Regions from separate parts of the Arachis hypogaea genome. Here region 2 is linked to region 1. The links are chromatin contacts, called in public Hi-C maps. All regions are on one chromosome and are shown on one strand. The core of a region is the stretch at or near the end of the contact, and the rest is flanking DNA. Distances in the headings are between cores, read along the strand shown.

Region 1 (4,434 bases), core at 745-3,244:
TAAACCCAATACTCTCTAAACCTGCTTATTCCCTTGCTAATTTAGGCATCGGAGTGTCTTTGTAGGTACCACCCCCCACTCATTCATACTCACAAGTCGACGGAGGCCTAAGGATGTGATTCTCTTCAAAGGCTCCCCCTTTTTGGCGATTGGGCCAACCCAACGAGTCCAGCCCATTAATCTCCGGTTGCCCACCGTAACAAGTGGTATTGCTGCTCTTTTACTACCTAATGGGCGCACTGCTCATTCGAGGTTCAGGATACTACTTAATATTAACGAATACTCTGTTTGCAGTATTAAACAAGGTTCATCATTAGCCCGTCTGATTTGCAAGGCAAAACTTATCATATGGGATGAGGCTCCAATATTGAGTAAGTACTGTTACGAAGCTTTAGACAAGTCGCTGAAGGATGTCTTGAGGTTTGAAACTAACTACAATCAAGATGAATCTTTTGGTGGTAAGGTTGTGGTATTAGGTGGTGATTTTAGACAAATTCTACCCGTCATTCCTATGGGTTCACATCAAGACATCATTCAAGCATCAATAAACTCATCATCTCTATGGAATTGATGCAAAGTATTGAAACTCACCAAGAACATGAGGCTTAATAGCGGGATAAACTTACTACACCAGGTAGAAGTCGATGAATTATCAAAACGGATTCTCTTGATTGGAGATGGTTTAACTAGTGACTTAACAGATGGTGAATCTGAGGTATTGATTCCAAATGAGTTAATCATACCTGATGAAGACAATTCTTTCGAAAGGTTGGTACGATTTGTTTATCCAGATTTATTGTCTGGATGTAAAGAACCTGATTATTTCAAGGAACATACCATCTTTGCACCTACGTTGGAAGTAGTGAATGAGGTAAACAACATCACGATGGAATCACTACCAGGTGAGGAAAGGATTTACTTGAGTTCTGATTCATTATGTGTAGAGGAGGGTAACATGGAGGCTGAGTTGGATACATTTAGTACGGATGTTTTGAATGCAATAAATTGCTCAGGGATACCTCCACATAAATTAAAACTAAAACCTGAAGTACCTATCATGCTTCTTAAAATTATTGACCAATCAAATGGTCTTTGCAATGGTACCAGGTTACAAGTCAAAAGGATGGGCAAGCATGTTATTGAGTGCATGATTTTGACCGAAAATAAATTAGATCAGGTTGTATTGATACCTCGAATGAACATGATTCCAAATAATGAGACTCTACCATTTAAATTTCAACGAAGACAATTTTTTATGATGGTTTCTTTTGTCATGACAAGACAAATTCTTACCAGGGTTGAATTGTTTTTATAGAAGCCAATTTTCACACACGGACAACTCTATGTTGTATTATCAAAGATTAAGTCAAAAAATGAAATTAGGTTACTGATTCAGAATAAAATGGGGATGAACTCAAACTCTACCATTAATATTGTGTATCGCGAGCTGTTTAATAATCTTCATTCATAAAGGTTGTACTCTAAAAAATATCTTTTTAATTGTACCATTTGTTTAATCTATTTTGTATCAAACAACCAATAATAAACCATATTTAGCTTCAGTTTTCTTGATTTATGGCCGTACATGATACGGGCTATTTCACTAGTACTTATCTAAAATGATCAAGATATTTCACAATATACTTGTCTATTGAAATTTTCTTCTTCACCGTCTTGAAAAAAATAAACCTGCAACTCCAAAGAACAAGAAACCTTCAAATGAAAAAAAAAAAACGGTGGTGAAAAGAAAGGCATGCCAGGAAGAGAGTTAACCAATTTATTAGCCTTTCAGCTTCTGAATGATGAGTGAGATGAGAGAGTGTCAATGTGCATCTGGAGTCACGGACCACACAGCGCTCCTCGCATGCACGCCACGGGAACATTCCAACAAATCGGTATTATTGATTTCCATCTGAGCTCCCAGCCAAGATCTTCGATCCAACGGTTGCTGGCTACCCTACTCCCTCTCTTTTCACGCGGGGCCTCTCTTTATCTCTCTCGTCACGTGTCACTTCCCATCAAATCGTTACTCTCATCTTTCTAAGCTGATCCTAGCCGTTGATTGTTGATCCAACACTTCCTGATTATTCTTCCTCTTCACTTCGTCAACGATTTCCTACAAATCGACGGTAACGTCAAGGCCTGGTCAGCCGTCGTCAGCCACTTCGCTTCTTACAATGACAATGGCCCTGCCGAGGCTTTCCGTCTTTTCAAGGGCATCACCCGCCGTCTCCGAAAACTCTACAGTGGCGACGTAGTCGCCGCAGCATCAATGCCTGACATTGCTGCACTCAATCCGGTGCTTAATTCCTATGCCAATTTGGGTGACTCTAACATGTTCTTGCAGGTATTCGATGAAATGCCTCAATACGACGTCGTTCCTGATGCATTCAGTTACAACATTTTGATGAAGCTGTGTTGTAGAACTGGTAGGAAGCACTTGCTTGTTTATGTTTTGGAGAGGATTCTTCAATTAGGGATTCCATTTTGTGTCACAATTTTGCATTGCATTGTCGCCTCTTATGTTGATCTTGGCGATTTAGAAACTGCTGAGAGATTAGTTCTGGCAATGAGGGAAGGAAGAAGGGATCTTTCTAGGATAATAAGGGAAAGAGAAAGAGAAATTGAGTTGAATTTAGAAGAATTAAATGAGAGTGATGATAATGATGCCGACGTTGACGCTGAGAATGTTTTTGCGAAATTGCTTCCGAATTTCATGGAATCTAACGGTTGCAATGATTTGCCGTTGTTGCCAAAAGCTTATGCTCCAAATACTAGAATGTACACCACCCTGATGAAAGGTTATATGAAAGCTGGGAGGGTTACTGATATTGTGAGGATGCTAGAGGCAATGCGCCGGTAGGACGATGCTGGTAGCCATCCTAATCATGTTTCTTATACCACCGTGGTTTCGGCACTTGTGAAGGTTGGTTACATGGATAGGGTTCTTTCTGAAATGATGAGGATTGGCGTGGCGGTGAATCGAATAACATATAATGTTCTTCTTAAGGGTTATTGCAATCAATTTCAGATAGATAAAGCAAGAGAGTTGATTAAGGAGATGGTTGATGATGGAGGTATTCAGCCTGATCTGTCGTCCTATAACATACTGATTGAATGGGTGCATATTGGTTGATGACAGTGTTGGGGCTCCCGGCTTCTTCAATGAAATGAGAACAAGAGGGATAGCTCCCATCAAGAATAGTTACACAACACTGATGAAAGCTTTCGCATTCTTTGACCAGCCGAAGCTGGCTCACAAGGTCTTTGATGAAATGTTGAATGATCCTCGAGTGAAGGTGGATGTGATCACATGGATCATGTTTGTTGAAGGGTATTTCAGGTTGAGTTTGGTTGAAGAAAGCAAAGAAAGTAATTCAAAAGATGAAGGACGAGGGGTTCCACCCTGATGTGGGAACTTACGAAAGCTTTGCAAATGGAATCGCATTGGCAAGAAGGCCAGGAGAAGCACTTTTGCTTTGGAATGAAGTGAAGGAGAGGTGGGAGATGGTAAAAAATGGTTCAAAACATAATTCTTGTGTTCCTCCTTTTAAGCCAGATGAAGGGTTTTTAGATACCTTGGCTGATATATGTGTGAGGGCTGCATTCTTTAGAAAGGCTTTGGAGATTGTGGCTTGCATGAAAGAAATTGGTATATCCCCAAAAAAGACCAAGTTCACTAGAATCTATGTGGAGATGCATTCAAGAATGTTCACCAGCAAGCATACTTCAAGGGCAAGGCAAGACAGGAGAATAGAGAGGAAAAATCTGCTGAGGCTTTTAAGTTTTGGCTTGGTTTGCCAAATTCTTATTATGGAAGTGAGTGGAGGTTAGAACCTATTGAGGGCTATAATGATAGCACCTCCTCTGGTTTGGTTTAATTGACTGGTCTCATTAGAAGGCGATCTCAAAATACATATATAAACACTCATTGGATTTAGAGGAATGTCACGATGTTAGTAGGGTGGCCAGTGTGGAACCCTCTTGAACTTTTCTGTTACCATAGAAATATACCTATAGAATGTAGAAACCAAGTTAATAAAAAAAAAGAGAGAGAGAAGAATAACAAGACCAAGACCAAGTGATAGAGAACGTGGAGCATGAAGAAAACAAAGGGCAGGAGGTGGCGAAGGGTGAGCCCGTCGCGCAGGCTGCAGCAGGAGCACCACCACCAGAAGTAGCAGCACCAGTAGGGGGAACTGGTGGAGATGGTGGCGGCGGCGAGAAGAAGTGGCCCGCGTGGCCTGGCAAGAGTGTCTTCCGTATGTTAGTTCCTGCGCAGAAGGTCGGATGTATTATTGGACGTAAAAGAGAGTTCATTAAGAAGATTGCAGAGGAGACACATGCTCGCATTAAGATTCTTGATGGTCCTCCAAGAACTTCTGGAAGGGCTGTAAGTAATCCTAATTTCCCTTCTATCAATTGGAAGTATAT
Region 2 (4,434 bases), core at 591-3,090, 93 kb after region 1:
AATTGTCAATTCGAAGAGAATCATATAAAGGAGAAATTAGACAAAGCTCTTGTTACAAATGAGTGGAGAAGTGAATTTCCAGTAACCACCCTTGCACACTTATCCAATTCGGGTTTGGACCATAAGGCCATCATTCTCAACACAGGTGGTGGAGAAAGGAGGGTAAAGAGGAGGTTAAGGTTTCAAGAAAGATGGTGTGAAAATAAAGAGGTGATTAGTTTAATTAAACAGGCATGGATAACAATATTCATGAGTCTCCAATGTTTAAGCTAGCTGGAAAGCTGAACTGTTGTAGACATTCAATTGTACAATGGCAGCAGCACTCAGAATCTAATTCAAAGAAGAAAATTCAGATTCTCAAGAATTGGATAGAATAAAAAATGCATAAAGGAGTTCAGGCAGATGGAAATGCTATCCGGATCTTAGAAACTGAACTAGAGGAGGCTTTGGAGAAAGAAGAACGATATTGGAGGGAGAAATCTAGGGTGTAATGGCTCAACTGGGGTGATAAAAATACAAAATTTTTTCATTCTAAGTTTCAAACGAGGAACCGAAAAAATAGAATTAAGGAGTTGGAGGACGAGGAAGGAAATATGGCAAAGGAACCGGCAGAAAATCGCAGAAGTTGCACAGAAATTCTTTGAAAACCTATTCACAACAAGCTGTCCTAGAGATCCGACTGTAAAATTGGATGGAATACGCCAAAAAATAAATGCAGCAACTAATAGAATGTTGTGTAGGCCAGTGACTAAAGAGGAAATTAAAGTAGCAGTCTTCTCCATCAATCCTTTTTCGGCTCCAAGAGATGATGGATTCACAGCAAAATTTTTTCAATTCTTTTAGAGTACAATCAAGGGAGATGTGACAGCGGCTGTTAGAAGCTTTTTCTACGGAGGTAAAATTTTGAAAGCTTTTAATCATACTTACATATGTCTCATACCTAAAGTGTCGGGCACTAATTCTATGAAACAAGTTAGACCGATTAGTCTTAGCTCTGTCTTCTATAAGATCATATCTAAAATTCTGGTTCACAGGCTTCAATCAGTTATGAATAGACTGATCAGTGACTCTCAAAGTGCTTTTATAAAGGGTAGGTTGATTAGTGACAATGTCCTAATTACACACGAACTCATGTATTTTCTCCAAAATAAAGGTATGGAGATTATGATTTGGTATTAAAGCTGGATATGAGCAAGGCTTATGATAGGATGGAATGGAGTTTTGTTTGGAAGGTGAAGAAGAAGCTAGGGTTTTGTGATCGATGGATGAAATGGAATGAGGAACTTGTGACGACGGTATCTTACTCTATTACTATGGATGGACAACCTCATGGTTATTTTAAACCATGTAGAGGAATACGACAAGGTGATCCCTTATCTCCCTACCTATTTTTGTTTTGCATAGAGGGACTCTCCTCTCTGCTCCACAGAGAAGAACAGAGGCTGGAAATAAACTCAGTCAGAGGTGTCCGATAATCAATTATCTTTTCTTTGTAGACGATTCAATCCTCTTTAGCAAAGCTTCAGAAGCAAAGTGCCAGAGATTACTACAGGTCTTGCAGAACTATGAAGAAATTAACAGCCAAAGGGTAAACTTGGACAAATTATCAGTCTTCTTTAGTAAGTACACACCAATTCTAGTCTGAGATCATTTGGCAGAAATTCTCCTTGTCCCTCATGTTGGCAATCAAAACAAATATTTGGGTTTACCGGCAGTGATTCAGAGATCAAAGAAAGCTACGTTTAACTACATTAAAGATAGGGTGTGTCAGAAGCTCAGCCACTAGAAGAGGGCCCTATTATCTTCTAGTGGACGGGAAGTGCTTATTAAAGCGGTGGCAATGGCGATATCGATATACACCCTAAGTTGTTTCAAGTTACCAGAAACAGTAATTGAAGAGATTCAGCGAGCCATACTTCAATTTTGGTGGGGGCAGAAAAGGTCAGAAAACAGGATGCAGTGGATCAGATGGAGGATTTCTTGCAGACTAAAAATGCAAAGGGGTCTCAACTTTAAAGATTTGAAGGCTTTTAACCTTGCCATACTCACAAAGCAAGGTTGGAAGTTAGTTTCCAGACCTAATTCTCTCATCAATAAAGTGTTTCAAAGCAAATATTACAGATATTCAAACTTCCTAAGAGCAGAGGTTGGACATAACCCATCATGGGATTGGAGGAGTATTATCGAGGGGAGAAAGGTGCTAAAAAAAGGCATACTATGTGAAGTAGGAAGGAGAATTAACATTAGAATCCGAGAAGACTCATGGGTGAAGGATTATGTTTCAATTACTCCTATTACTACCACTGCAATGACTGTTAATCTAGAATGGGTTTCACAATTACAGAATTCAAACAAAACATGGAATCAGAACTTAATTCAGACCAATTTCAATCTAGACATAGCTACAGCAATACTTAACACTCCAATTCATGAATCAGAGGATAGAGTTACCTGGATGATGGAAAAAGGGGGCGACTTCACTGTTGCTTCGGGATACAAAATAGCCTTTAATTTCTACCACCCACCAATTGAATACCTACCAGAATAATGCAAAAGAAAATAATTATGGAGGAGCGTATGGAAAATTAATTGTCAACTGAAAATAAAGAATTTACTTTGGAAACTGATGCATGGAGGACTCCCTGTGAAAGCAAGATTGAATGCCCGAATACAATCCATCGAATGTAATACCCGGTCTAACTGAAATTAATTAAATAATAAGTTAAATAGGAGCGAATACGGTTGGAAGATTTGGCAATTGGAATTTGATGATTTAAATATAATATTTGGATTCAGTGAATTTTTCTGAGTCGGAAGACATAGTTTTCTGCGTAAAAGCGCGTAGTGAAATTTTGACCGGCAGTACCGGCTGAGACCTGTCTGGTACTGCAGTTGAGAAAATTGATTATGAGTAAGTAGGATTAAGAAATGAGGAATTATAATTAGGGGAGGTAGAAATATTTGAAGTGCGATTTAGAGCGCTAATCTTAAAGGTTTTGGTCCAAAAATTGGGCCAACGGACAAAAATAAGTGAACCGGGCCTAAGTGGGCCCAAGACCCAACATATATAAACATTAGTTATGAGCATTTCAGCTCATTTTGCCCTAAAGAAGGGGTGTTGGGCGCTGAAATTGGGAAGAGAGAAGAGAAGAGAGAAAACTTAACTCTCTTTGATCTTCAAACCACCATAACTTGAGCTACGGAGCTCCGATTGACGAGCCGTTTGCGGCCACGCATCGCTCTTCTCATCCTCTACAATTATATTTAAGTTTGGTGGTGAGTATTCTATTCATCTCTGCCCAATTTTCGAAATTTTCCACTGTTACACGTTTTTGGGTAGTTAGTGTTGAAATCTTGTGATTTTGGGTGTTTAGGGATACTCCAACATGGATTCTAAGTAGGTTCTATCCCTACTTCATATGGGCTGAGGTAAGAAGTGCTCAAACCCTTGTAATTTGTCATTTTTATGAGCCCTAAGTTGATGTATGTATGTGATATTGGTTATGTTAGTGTATTTGGTGATGTTGGTGCACAATTGGGAGATTGGTATTGCTTGAGGAGCTTTGGTAAGGCTTGGAGCTAAGGTTGGTGAAGAATTCCAAAGAAGAGGCTCAATTGGTTTGGCTACAAGAGGTACGGTTTAAGTTTCATTTAAGTACCATGTGTTGTGATGAGAATTCCTAGGCTAGATGCCCCTAGGATTAAGTTTGGATTATGTAAATGGTTGGTGCTAATATGCATAGTTGATATGTAACGTGAATTAATGATTGGGTTGAGAATTGTGTGACCTTGTATGCTTGGTATATTGAGAATTTGATGTACTGGGTAATGAGTATTGATTTTGTGGTTTATGCATTTAAATTGTGAAAATTAGGCCGGAGGCCGTGAATTTTGGGCCGGAGGCCGGAAAGAGGTAAGAAAGGTAAGTCGATGTGTGCATTGTATGATGGCACAAGTGATTGGATGAATTTCAGATAATGAATATATGAATGATTAGGTTGGTTATTGAATAATAAGGTTTGAGAAGTTGAAGTGTGGAATTTGGTAATTTTGGGTGAATTTATGTAGATGAGGTATGTTTGGTTCGGTTGAGCTTGTAAACACTCGCCTGGGTAGTAGCCGCAGTAGTGGTTATTCCACTGGCTCTGGGTTGAGCGGGTAGTAGTAAGGGGGTTGTAGCTCAAACCTACTTGCTCCGTAATGGGTGTTTCTGTCCAATGGTTAGCTACCAGGACATGTCGGGTTGGCTATATAACCGACAGATGATATCATCAGCTATAGGGCAGACATTCATCATTTGCATATGTTTGAATTGTTTGGGTTTGCCATTTGTTTTGGATTTCTACATCATATATGCCATGTTACCTGACTATATGCTACTTGTTCTACTTGTACCATATTTGTGTATTACTTGCCTGTATTGCTTGTGTTTGT

The links. A called contact is a pair of places that touch in the nucleus more often than the background predicts.
Region 2: a contact with region 1 is called in a Hi-C map of leaf, with 2.2 times the contacts expected there. The contact joins the promoter of LOC140183188 here to the enhancer-like site in region 1. A contact is called at or near these places in 2 of 8 Hi-C or Micro-C datasets (both in leaf).

What each region holds. Positions count from the first base shown.
Region 1 is chr20:120,156,292-120,160,725 of arahy.Tifrunner.gnm2.J5K5, forward strand. It overlaps the pseudogene LOC112786237 and the pseudogene LOC112786238. Among protein-coding and RNA genes, the nearest start is that of LOC140183186, 15 kb to the left of the region's middle. Within about 2 kb of position 1,995, at least 3 of the 3 cell types and tissues checked have open chromatin away from gene starts, as enhancers often do.
Region 2 is chr20:120,249,348-120,253,781 of arahy.Tifrunner.gnm2.J5K5, forward strand. It overlaps LOC140183188, which reads left to right and starts at 1,841. Exons shown (of 1, transcript XM_072231209.1): 1 at 1,841-2,548. The coding sequence starts at 1,841. The coding sequence ends at 2,548.